2 separate regions of the Triticum aestivum genome follow, and region 1 is linked to region 2. Evidence: chromatin contacts called from public HiCAR-type data. All regions are on one chromosome and are shown on one strand. Each heading gives the region's core, a stretch centred on a gene start, on an enhancer-like site or on the middle of the called end of the contact. The rest is flanking DNA. Distances are from core to core; before and after follow the strand shown. Region 1 holds the start of LOC123060662 (GDSL esterase/lipase At5g45920). Region 2 holds the start of LOC123058125 (RING-H2 finger protein ATL74).

Evidence for each region. HiCAR-type assays count read pairs that join an accessible place to other places.
Region 1: a HiCAR-type map of leaf shows a contact between it and region 2, with 9 times the contacts expected there. The contact joins the promoter of LOC123060662 here to the promoter of LOC123058125 in region 2. A contact is called at or near these places in 2 of 5 Hi-C or Micro-C datasets (both in leaf) and 1 of 1 datasets of contacts at active chromatin or transcription factors (leaf).

The regions. Positions count from the first base shown.
Region 1 is chr3A:130,705,198-130,711,463 of IWGSC CS RefSeq v2.1, reverse strand. It overlaps LOC123060662 (GDSL esterase/lipase At5g45920), which reads left to right and starts at 2,651. Exons shown (of 5, transcript XM_044483462.1): 1 at 2,651-3,017; 2 at 3,100-3,324; 3 at 3,401-3,468; 4 at 4,026-4,193; 5 at 5,308-5,707. The coding sequence starts at 2,919. The coding sequence ends at 5,467. It overlaps LOC123060663 (aarF domain-containing protein kinase 1), which reads left to right. Exons shown (of 16, transcript XM_044483464.1): 13 at 967-1,104; 14 at 1,195-1,307; 15 at 1,439-1,507; 16 at 1,607-2,146. The coding sequence ends at 1,725.
Region 2 is chr3A:129,825,445-129,831,763 of IWGSC CS RefSeq v2.1, reverse strand. LOC123058125 (RING-H2 finger protein ATL74) reads left to right here and starts at 4,214. Exons shown (of 1, transcript XM_044480948.1): 1 at 4,214-5,298. The coding sequence starts at 4,392. The coding sequence ends at 5,048.

The DNA of each region.
Region 1 (6,266 bases), core at 1,402-3,901, 880 kb before region 2:
GAGAAAAGTCATGTTCAACGTTAATAGGGAAATTCTTATAATACACTAATTTTCTTAAGCAACGGATGCATATAAGTCCACACTCGAAAAGTTAGGAAATTATTTCTGATCAGGTAGCTCATACAAAGACATTAAGTTTTTTTTATGGCAACCTAGAATAGACAACTTAAAAATGAACACCAGGCTTTTTATTTATTTACGTCAGCCATGCATTGGTTTCATATTTTCTTAGTACTTCTGCCATGCATTAGTTCGTATTGCTAGACTTCAGCCATGATTTTGTTACATACGCTTAGTACATCAGCCATGCATTGAGTAAAGCCAGCTTGGTGTTTCTCATTTCTCGAGAAAATGCAAAAAATGTGGCGCCTCATTATATTGGTAGAGCTGGAAGAAAGTAATGTGCCATCCCAAGTGGGTGAGAGAGAACCAGAAAAAGGCCCTAGCTAACCATTGGGCAAGAGCAGTGGCAACTGCTTTCCACTTCTCATAACCCAATGCATTGCGCTGGATTTGATCGCCCCGAGGAACAAACCAAGCTTGGTATCTATTCTATACCGTAAATTTTAATACATATCCATGTTCTGCTTTACATCAATTCTAAAGTTCAATGATTACCATAGTAATAACTAGAGTCAGGAGAACCCTCGTGACATGCTTATTTTAGGCACAATACAGTTGCTGACTGGATAATCTTGATGTGCGAGCCACCAATGACCACAGGGACAGCAAAGTTTAGCTAATAGCTTCGGTTCTCTCATGGTGAGTCCCACTTGCAGGTGTGGGCTAAGTAGTAAAGTCTAACCTTTCCAAGAGAGTCAATTTAAGTGCTAGAATCTCATCGCTTAAACATATTTATTGTATTAAGCTCAGTTCTTACAGTTTTACTTTATGGGCTAGGCAGTGACGTGCAACAAGTTACTTATTAAACAGCCTTTCATGTCTAACTGTTGTAATGCTCACCAGCAAATCAGCTCTTGGAACACAAGTATCTGGTGAAGAGAAGACACGTATAAAGCAAGACTTGAGCTCTCTTGGAATGGATGATATATCTTCATTTATGGAATCCTTGCCGCCTGACTTTCTGGTCATACTTCGAACAGAGTAAGGAAAATCTTTGTAGAGCACATAACCTTGCTACTATTTTCTCACTCATTTTTGTTGTTTGTAATGTTATTTGTGATCTCAATTCAGTGGACTATTGAGGTCCATTTTAGGGAATCTAGGGGCCCCACGTCATGTTCGACTTCTTGCTTATGCAAAGTGTGCCATATATGGCCATGAGGAACAGTCCAGATTGGAGTCTGGTATGTCTCAGTCAACTTTCCATGCTTATCAAAACTGGTTGAGCCATTGGCTCTTGCCAACATCCTAGTTAGTCTTTTTTTGTTTGCGGGGAGATCCTAGTTAGTCCGATATTCTGATTTCTCTAATATAGGTGCAATCAACCGTCTATCGTTGCGAGTCAAAACAAGCATCAGCTATCTCCATCTGAGGATACTCATTGGTAATGTACAACACCGCCGCCCCACCCTACATCCACCTGATGTTACCAGTTTGCCTACCACATGCTAATCTGCTCTGACCTAGAAAATCCTACTTTCAGAACTAGCGAGGTTGTTGGTGCAGTTTATTGACTACAAGCATAAGATCAAGGACAAATTGAGTTGGATGCTCCTGAAGATAAGTCGAGATGTTTTGGGTTGGTACAAACCTCTGATGTGATGTCCTGCAGCTGAACAAGTTTGGCAAATGGGGGGCAGGAAGCAGGTCGTGCACGTCTGAAGGGAACTCGCAGCTGGATTCAGCAAATTGTACAATTACTACCTCCATACCAAAATATAAGACGTTCTTGTAGGCTAAATACGGAGGTAATAGATGGCTGGACGCTGATGCTACTAAGTTTGTGTTGACTTCTACTTTTATGTACATGTGGTCCACATATATACTCTGCTAGAAATTTAGATGTTTATCAGGAGTAGTACCCTGTGTCAGTGTCACCCTTTTTTTTTCTGCGGGGGAGTGTCACAGAGAGAATTCACATGTCCCTCAAGAAAAAAAAAGAATTCACATGCACGTACAGTCTACCTGTTATGTTTGACTCGGAGTGGTAAGTATCATGTCAGTGATTATTGTTACCTCAAAATTTTTATTGTTTTTAAATTTATTTTCCGCAAGGCACGACTTCCACATATGTTATTCCATGATGAAGCTCTGCAAGCATTTGAATATTCATCAATGTTTGCCAAAATAAAATAAGATTTATTTTATTTTATTTTTTGGATTTTACTTTTCATCCGAGCTCATATGAGCTCAAGCTGAGATAGGCCGCGTCCGCGTCCTGTATTTTGATAATTTAACCTTAAAACTGCTCTCTCTCTCTCTTGATCCATTCATTTTTCTTTCAGCGAACTCTCCATATCACACGCGCGTGGCGACATCCGACATGGCTGTTTAGCCATCTTTTTCTTTTTCTTTTTGAGGCTGTTTAGCCATCGGTGGGAGGACGATATTTGCTCAAATCCATTCTATGTTCACGGGCCTCAAATTCTGGGCTTTTCGTCCGGTCAGCCAGTCATCGGCCCAACGACACACCGGGAGAGCTCAACAGACGGTTGGCCAGACCCTAAAAAAAAAGGGGGGAAGACGGCTGGCCGGAACCTGCTCGCTCGTCGGGACTCGGAAGTACCGAAGAATCCTCGCCGCTTGCCGATCAAAGTCGCGACGAGCTCACCTAATAATATTCCACCTCTCCCTGGAGGCCACCCAACAACCTACCACATGGCCATGGCCGTATAATACTCCACTGCAGAAGCGAGGCGCTCGTGAAGGCGACGTGACATCCGGGGTAGCCACCAGCCAGCAAGCCCAGTCCAGCGGCCGATCCGTGATCCGTGTTGGAGGGAGGAGGGGACAAGATGCGGCCGCGGCTGGTGCTCTTCGGCGACTCGATCACCGAGCAGTCCTTTGCCCCCGGCGGCTGGGGCGCCGCCCTCGCGGAGCAGTTCGCGAGGCAGGTACGTCCGCAGCGCCCCTCCCCCTCGCCGGTCGCGCCGCCGCCGCCGCTACGCGTGACGTCGGGTTTTTGCTGATGATTAGGCGGATGTGGTGCTGCGCGGCCTCAGCGGGTACAACACGCGCTGGGCGCTGAAGGTGCTGGACAGAGCCATGGAGGGGGCGGCCGACGGAGGCGCGGACCCGGCGGCGGTGACGGTCTTCTTCGGCGCCAACGACGCCACCCTGCCCGACCAGGTGCAGGCGCACCAGCACGTGCCGCTCGGGGAGTACAAGGACAACCTACGCGCCATCTCTGCGTACTTCAAGGTTGCGGTCCTGGAACAGGAATGCTGCTCAAGCTGATTTGCTTCTTCAGCTACTCATCTGTGGTTTGGTTTTGCAGAATAAGTGGCCCTCCGCCGCCGTCATACTCATCACCCCTCCGCCGATCCACGAGCCGGCGAGGATTCGGTAACTGATAGCCCCCTCACCTTGCCGATATCATACTTTTACTGCTTTATTGGTGGTCAGGTCAACCAGGATCCACTGGATATCCTTATGGGTTTCCTTATGTTGATTCCCTTGTGGCTTATGGGTTTACCTTTGCTGTATTCCCTTGTGGGTTTCCTTTTTCTATATTCCATATACCATTGTGGATGCGGGCAGTCACTTGTGTTTGCAGTGATTTATGTCAATCAAAACTGTTTATCTCAACCACAATGTTAAGAAATTGGGCTGAACTTACTAAGTGTACACAGTGTGTGTTTAGTATTCGGCCTATGTGCATCTATTTAACAAGTTCATTAGGTTTAGTTCCTTGTGTGTTCCCTGTATTTTCAATCGAAATTGCGACAATTTCAACAGTGTGGAGTGTGCTATTGGGCTTTGTATATATCCTGTTATCCAGTTGCCAGGTGGTGGCCTGTGGTCTGGCCTGGAGATTTCTTCCAAGCAAATTATATAAATTGTACCTTTTGGCAAAGCAGATTCGCATGCAAACCACACTTATTCCATATCTTTCCATGCAGAGACATATATGGAGATAATGACCCTTCAAGACAGCCTGAAAGAACCAATGAAGCTGCTGGCACTTATGCACAGGCGTGCATAGCTGTTGCTAAAGAATTGGGTCATCCAGTTATAGACATCTGGACGCAGATACAGCAATTTCCTGATTGGCAAACGTCTGCATTAAGGTACAAATCTCCTTCCAAATTGTAGGCAAAGGTAGATCATGCAAATCTGTTTGAAGAACTCTTATACCTAATGTTGACGGTGCAAAGGCTTAATAATTGCGAGATTATTCATTCTATGAGCTGCTTTCTTTGCTGGTTATGAAAATGGCCAGATAAGATAAAAATGGTTTTCTACTTCTGTTGAATGTTAAAAAAATAGGTGTAAATCCTCGGGCAGACTGTTGCTCAGAATTTGCCTAACATTTTCTATCAAAAACAATGCAATTAAGTGAGGAACTTGTTTATCATGTGCAGTGCACCCCAGACCAGAATTCACCATTTTGGCTGTTGGCTATAATTTTAGGCCACACACACACACACAAAACGTTTGTTATGTTTGGCATTCTAGGTAAATCAAGAATCACAATTATGCGAATCAGGTGGAGCCAACCTATAGTGCTATTGAACTTTGCCAAGTGATGTTCTTGGTTATATAACGAGACTGAGAAAACAAGCTAAGAATTAGTTGATAATCTGCATCCTGTGATCTCATCGTAAAAACAATGATTATAGCGACACATAAATCTAACTTAATATTCTACACCATGAATAATTTTCTAACATCTGCAGTGTAAAACAAAAACCTGTAAATAGAGCAAATTATATGCTCTCGCTTTTGTTTCTCTAATGGAAGCTATTGAACACTTCTTCTTTTAGCACGCTAATTTTTTTCCACTCTCCTATAAAATATAAAAAAGAAGATTTTGTATTGCATGTTCTCAGATACAGTAGTATATAATCTGCACGCTTGTATGTCTGAATGATCTCTTACCATTTGCTAATAGCCATTAGTCTATGTGCTTGAAATAGCTTGAAACTTCAGAAATACTCCCTCCGTAAAGAAATATAAGAGTGTTTAGAACACTACTTTAGTGGTCTAATGTACACCTTTTCCAAGTCCTGTTCTTCATCCAGGAATATGATAATTGGTCATCAATTGACCAGTACGTTAGCAGAATATTATATTCATCTCTGCTCTTAATGCCCTAATGTTCGGTATATAGTGGTTTTGATTATATAGTATTTTGCCGAAGCACATTCTGAACTAGTACGATAACTTTGTTATATCATGCAGTGACGGGCTACATTTCACCCCGTTCGGGAACAAAGTTTTGTTCGACGAGGTGCTGAAGACACTGGAAAGTGTTGGTTTCAGCCAGCACAGTCTCCGGTCCGATCTCCCTCTCTTCCATGAAATTGACCCCAAGGACCCACTGAAAGCCTTTGAAATTTGAAGAAGGTATCCGCCGCATGGTTGGATTCCCAGAAGGAAGGCACTATGGCTCAGCTTTAGTTCTGAAAACAAGCTATGTTCGGTTTGGTGTCTGATTTGTTTTCTAACTTGGATATATTGTGCCGATGTTCTATGTCTGCAATGTTTGTGACTTGTTTTGAAGATGTTGCAATTTGCATGTATTGAAGGCAAGTGAAAATGAGTGAAACATAAATGGACATCTTCTGCTGTTCGTTTCGTATGCAAGAGGCACAAATTTACTTCTTGTTGAGGCACGGATTTGCTTCCCGTGGAGGCACGTATTTACTTCTCCTAGAGACACGAATTTACTTCCGCAAGAGGCATGACTGTGCCTCTCGAAAAAAAGAAAAAAAACATATTTTTTTCTCTTTCGTGAGAGGCACGAATTTGCTTACGCAAGAGGCGAAAAACGCGGTGTTTTCCTTCCGCAAGAGGCACAACCGTGCCTCTCAGAAAGGAAAAATGTGTTCTTGGATCGGGTTTTTTTGTGAAAAAAAAAGTTTACAGAAACCTATCAACACGATCTAGTTTTGAAGATCTCGACACGAGGATTCATTCCAATGATGAAAACGGTTTGATATTTGAACGCACGGTTTGAGAGATAAAGCGCATTGAATAAACGAATCTACGGGAAAAAAAACTCCCGGGTTACAAGGCACACTGCATATGCGCCACTTGCCGCAACCTGAAACACGGGAGTGACCTTTGCAAGGAGTACTACTTAATTAGTGCTTTGTTGTGGCCCTTCCCGCTTACATGAATTTTGACAGATCGAGCTT
Region 2 (6,319 bases), core at 2,965-5,464:
GCGGGAATGAGCCGAGCCAATGTCTAAATTTTTGCCACGCACGACGGGTATACAAAAGGTCACGTGGGAGTTGAAACGTTTTTCTGTAGTGGACACTGAATTCGAACGGCGCGCCTCTTCGGCCGCTGCCTATTCGCTTCGTCTCCCTTCGTTGCTTCACCTTCCGCCGCAGTCTCTTCGCGTCCTTCTCCTGTGCATATATAAGAGAGGTCGCTCCTCTCCAGAGAGACACACCAGAAGATCCCCCTCCTCTCGCCACAAAGAAAGTTCCTAAGCACTGCGCTGCTGCTACGATCTTCCCCATCCCGGCTTGCGGTGTGCACCGCAGGTCGGGACAGTAGGCCTCCGAAATCGCACCTTTTGAGTCCTGTACGAGAGAAGGGTGATAAGGTTTTTGGGGAGCGCTCAGCGCGACTACTGGCTGCTTCATCACGGACGATCCGGTCGCCGATGACTACTTCCCCGACGACGACTTCTTCCCCGACGTCCACGACCTCCTCGACAACATGCCAAGCGAGGACACCGACCCCAAGTCCAGCACTTCTGCTGCTGCTGTCCCGTACGTGTTCTTGTCTTTCCTGTTAAAGGTTCTACCACAGTTCCTTGTTCTGGTCCTTGTCCTACACATGTCAGGTTCTACTTCATATATGTACTTGCTATACTATCTGCTTTAGATATGATAGGCTACGATTCATATATGCAGAAGCTATTTACCTTCCCTCTGTCAGAACGCATGACTTGTTTTATCTCTTCTATATTAGTCATGCTTTATCTAGTATTTCTGTTAATAAAATCATTTGGTAAATTGCTCATATTTCCAACAGTGTGCAGGGAGCTGGTACTGGGACGACCCAGCAACAGTGTGGCATCGTCGTGCTGACATCACACATGTTTTTTCTCTTTTGATTTTTTATTCACGTTTTCGTAAGAAAAATTACGTTTTGTCTGTTATTTATATTTTGAAATATTCTAAATATATATATCATAAAAAATACTTCACCTAATTTTTAAAAAACCGTTAATCATGCATTTGAAAAATATTAAATATGTATGAAAAATGTCTCTAATGTATATGGAAAATAAATAATGTGAATGAAAAATAGTAGAAAATGTAAATTGTGAAGCAATAAAGATAAACAGGAACAATCCTTCAACTTTTTGATCCATCTCAGGGGCTCATTTTCCTTCCGTAACCCTAGGTGACTAGGGAAAACTCTTCTCTCCAAACTTCATCGGTGAGTCCGTGTATTCGCCTCCCCTATCCCTGCCACTTTGGTAGCCGGCAGCCGGGAAGGGAATTCCGGTGCCACCGCTCCGGTTAATAATTTAGGTTAGGGTTTTTTAGTCCTCGCAATGTGGTGCTCAGGCAGATGGCGGCACTAGTTCTTCGTGTTTGTCTTTCGGGCTCCGATTCTCCTTGAGTATGTCTGTGTGGACGTAGTCGATGGAGCTCCAACATACTTCCTTTGTCCCAAAATATAAGAACATTGTTGATACTATGCTAGGTGTTAAAATTGTTCTTATATTTTGGGACGGAGGGAGTAGATCCCTACCGTCTCTTAGGACAGTGAGGTTAGGGTTTCTCGTCTTTGTGGCGAGATTTGGTGTCAGGTGTTTCTGATCAATGCAAGGGTTCAACAGCATTGACTGTGGTTCTAAGGCGCCGGTCCTTATGGGCACGTGCACGAAGACTTTTCGGTTGTCATCGACCAGGTCAAGTCGGCTCCCATAGGGGAGCAAGGACAACAACACATCAGCGGCTTGTTCTAGCAGCAGTATTAGTTGTTTGGGGGTCTTGGAATCTTGGTGTATTTTTTATTATATTCGAGATGCTTTGTAGTTCCGCCGAACTTTGATAATAGATCTGGACCATTTTCGCAAAAAAGTAGAAACTCTTAATCATGTATGCGGAAAATGGTAAGCATGTGTACAAGAAATGTTTGTGACATTTAAAAAATATGATGACTTGCAAAAATAAAATGCATATGACATTTAAGAAAATGCTATACATTATAAAACTTTATTGTAATTCAAACATGTCACATACATTCCAAAAAAATGTATGTTACATTTTAAAAACTATTCACTTGTTTCAAAAATGTGTTCATGACATTTTTCATACAGATGTTTGTACATGTAAAAAAATCTTGCATAGCTCCAAAAAATGTTTTTTATCATACAAAAAATGATGCCATGTGTATTTGAAAAATGTTTAACATGTATTTGAAAAAGGTTCAAACATGTTTTTGTAGAATGTTAATCATGTACTCCCTCCGTTCCGAAATAGAAGTCTTTTTAAATATTTCAAATGGCCTACAACATACAGATGTATGTAGACATATTTTAGTGTAGATTCACTCATTTTGCTCCGTATGTAGTCACCTATTGGAACCTCTAGAAAGACTTATATTTTGGAATAGAGGGAGTACTTCGTAAATGTTCAATGTGTATAGAAAAAGTTTTATATGCATAGAAAAATATGCAAAGGGTATGGAAAATTAGACACCATGCATATTTTTTAAAATGTTAACAAGTATTGTTTTTAAAAAGTCAATGTGTATGACAAAAAGAAAATTGTACGATGCATATGAAAAATGTAGACATGTGTTGAAACAATAACCCCGAAGAAAACCAAAGAAAGAAAAAAATAAAAAATAAAAACGCAATAAAAAACCCAAAGAAAAAACAAAATAAAAACCAAGGGCGAAAAAGGAACACAAAAAAACATGGTACAGTAAAGGGCCGGGCTATTAGAGCGCCCGACAGAGGCGAGACATAACTCTGCCTTGCAACGGGTGATATATAGCCCTGGTGCTTGAGTTGTTACGCCCAGCCCAGCCCATGGAAGTTCCAACTATGCCTGTTCCAGTAAAAAATTATCGCTTTCAAAGTAGAGTTGCACATTGTTTAGCAACATTTGGACGGAATGGGGATAGCACTACGTGCTGGCTAAACCACCTTCCTCTGTGTGTCAGTGAGCTAGTCGCTGAAGATTGTAATTTTATAATCTTGGAATAAATACCCTATGATTCTTGCCACATGTGACTTTTTTCTTGGAAGTTTACGTAAGAGGGGTTCATAGCTTTACGTGGATGTAGGATTATCACTTTGCTTGTCGTGGCAGTCGTTTTGCTGCATCGTTCCGGCTCTTTTTGGTTTGAAGAAATTTCCATGCTCAGCTTTATTCCATTTGCAGAAATTTTCACACTCAAACCCGAATGGTCTTCAAGAAATTTATGTGTGTTTAAAGTTCTTGGGTCCAGTATGTGTGGCAGACGTGATGAGCAACATCAAAACATTAAAAAAAACATTTTTTTGGTTACGCAGATGCTCATACCTACCCATATGAGCACTTTCAAGAGATTAAGCCGGCACATCATCTTAATATTAAAAAAAATCATCAGAGACGCTTTTGTAGTTGTCGGAAATGTCTATTTCCACTGAACGCACATCGCCGAATGCCTTGAAATAAATTCAGAAAAATACGAGAGCACTAGTGTCAAGTCTTAACCATCCAACCACGGGTGAACTAGGGATACCACTGTTCTCCTATAACCAACAAATCACATATTGGCGAACCAACCTGTGGTTGAGATGGTTAGGTGGACAGTGGTATCCCCAACCCATCAGAGTTCAAATCCTGGTGCTCGCATTATTTCTGGATTTATTTCAGGATTTCCGGCGATGCGCTTTCAGTGGGAGGAGACGTTCCCGTCGACGACGAGGCGCCTACGGTGACTTCGTAAATCTCAAGATAATATGCCGGCTCAGTCTCTCGGAGGTGCTCATAGGGGTAGGGTGTGCGTGTGTTCGTTCATAAGAATGAGTGTATGCGCGTGTATATGAGCGCTTGTGTTACTGATGCTCAACACATATTGGTTCTTTGGTCGGGTTTGCAAAGTCAACGTTTTTATCTTGGTTGTTCAGTTCCTCGAAGTTTCGTCTTGCCTTCGCCTGTACACTTCCTATTACAAATTTACACGACAGAAAAGTCTTGTGTGGACCGAAAGCTCAGGTAAACGTACTCAAACCACGCTGATCAAGCCCACATCTCCCAGACCTGAGTACCTGACCATGACCAATGAGCAATATGCGTGTGATCTGCAATTGTTTTCTCGTCACCCCACATGTCAGCCTCGTAATTCTTTTTTTTTTTTTGAGGATTGTCAGCCTCGTAATTCTTTGTTTTTTGAAAGTGCCTCGTAATTCTATTGTATACGTGACAATGACACCACTCGTTGAACCGAGCAGCGTCTTCTCTTGCCCAAGCTAATTAAGCTGTGAGAGAACACACATGCAGTTGAGTGCTGCTAAACCTGACATTGCCTTCTTCTCTTTCTTCCATCTCTTTTTTCAGTCTGGGAGTCCTGCTAAGCTTGTCGATCAGTGCCATGTCAGGGAGCACCATGGCTGGCGCGCCGGCCACGCCGGAAGGCGCCGGGGATCCGTACGAGCGGCAGCTGAACTACAGCTTCACTGGGCGCGTCGCGCTCACCGTCGTCTTCGTCCTCTTCGGGCTCACCGTCGCCATCGTCGTCATGCGCGTCCTGCTGTACGTGCTGGTGTATCGCTCTGGCCGAGGCGGAGGCCGCGGCAGCGGCGGCCTGGCCGCTGGCATCTTCCGGTCCATCAACTCGTTCGGAAGGATCGGCAGCCGGCGGCACGGGCTGGACGCGTCCGCGCTCTCCGCGCTGCCGGTCACCGTGCACCGGAAGGAGGCCGGCTCCACCAGCGCCGCTGGGGCCGACTGCGCCGTGTGCCTGTCGGAGCTCGCGGACGGAGACGCGGTGCGGCAGCTGCCGAACTGTGGGCACGTATTCCACGTGGAGTGCGTCGACGCATGGCTGCGCACCAGGACGACGTGCCCTCTCTGCCGGACGGAGGCGGAGCTGTCCCAGGGCCGGGGGGACGGCAAGGCGGAGGCGGCTGCGCAGTCGTCGTCGTCGGGCACGGAGCCGCCGCAACCGACGTTGCTTGGTGCAGGAGGAACCTTGATAGTGACCGTACAAGGTGGCTTCACGGATACCCAGAGAGACGTGCGCGGGTAAGCATCGGCGGCAGGTAGTCAATCGGCATCTCCCTTTGCCTAGCTATATAATCCAGGCATCCAGCCTCGAGGGGGACCGGAAACAAGTGTACAGTGTAACATACTACTCTATGTAGAACTAGAGACTGATTGTTCCTTCATCGCATACTAGTATAGTAAGTATGTAAAGTTTTTGTAAGAGCATCAGGTTGCAAATTTGAGTCCACAAATGTCCGCGGGCGTGCCCACAGATATTGACCGGACCGGTCTCAAATTTTACCATTTACAATTATATATGTTATTTTTAAAACATCTATTATATGCAGGGCCAATCACGACGATCATCCCGTCCATCTTGGGCCAGCTGAGATGTCAAAACACACCGAAAATTGCCCATACTTAAGTTTTTCACACCCGGTCTCATCTTGCCTCGTGACGAGCTAGTTGACCGATTTAAATAGCACGATCATCCAAAAGCGATAAGCTTCTAACATCATTGCATCATTTTCTAGATGGTACGTCACAGTAATTGCCCCGAAGTTGCCATAAATTATCCACCGTGTCATCCGTAAGGGAGGAAAAATGGTTCATTTTTATCTCAAAATACTGGTCGGGTTCCGCTGTTCTTATATACTGATACACTCACATAACATAAGCACCCGAGGAGCGCAATGGATAGGACCTCCACCCTCTTGATGGGAGACCCGGGTTTGATCCTGGTTCCTACCCCCTTTCTCTCCTTTTTTTCTCCTTCTCTCAGCAAGCGCGCCTCCTCCTCCCGCACGCTGTAATCAGCCGGCCCATTTGCAGGTCGTAGCACCCTTGTTACCTATTTTGCTTTTTGATTTTTACTTTCTCATTTTTATTTTAGTTTTTCCTTCTTCAAATTAATTCGGGATTTTCAAAAGAACCAAATTTCAAAAACTTGTGAGTTTTTTTAAAAATATTAAGAAACAATAAACTGTTTGTGAATTCAAATAACATTCGGAATATCATAAAATGATCACGATTTTAAAAAATCGTTCGCATATTATTAAAAAACACGATTTCAAATAAATGATCGTGAAATGAAAAATGTTCATGATTTTTTTTAAATATCAAGTATTCAAAACATATTTGAGAATTTTTCAAAAATGTACACAAAAACTAAAACATATTCGTAAATAATGAAAAAAATGAACCATTGCTAACGTACAAGTTTTATTAGGGATATGTAGAGGTTGTTTTATGGTTTTATTTAGTCCCTCACATCGGGTAAAAAAATGTTTCCATCTCCTGTACAATGCTGAGCCC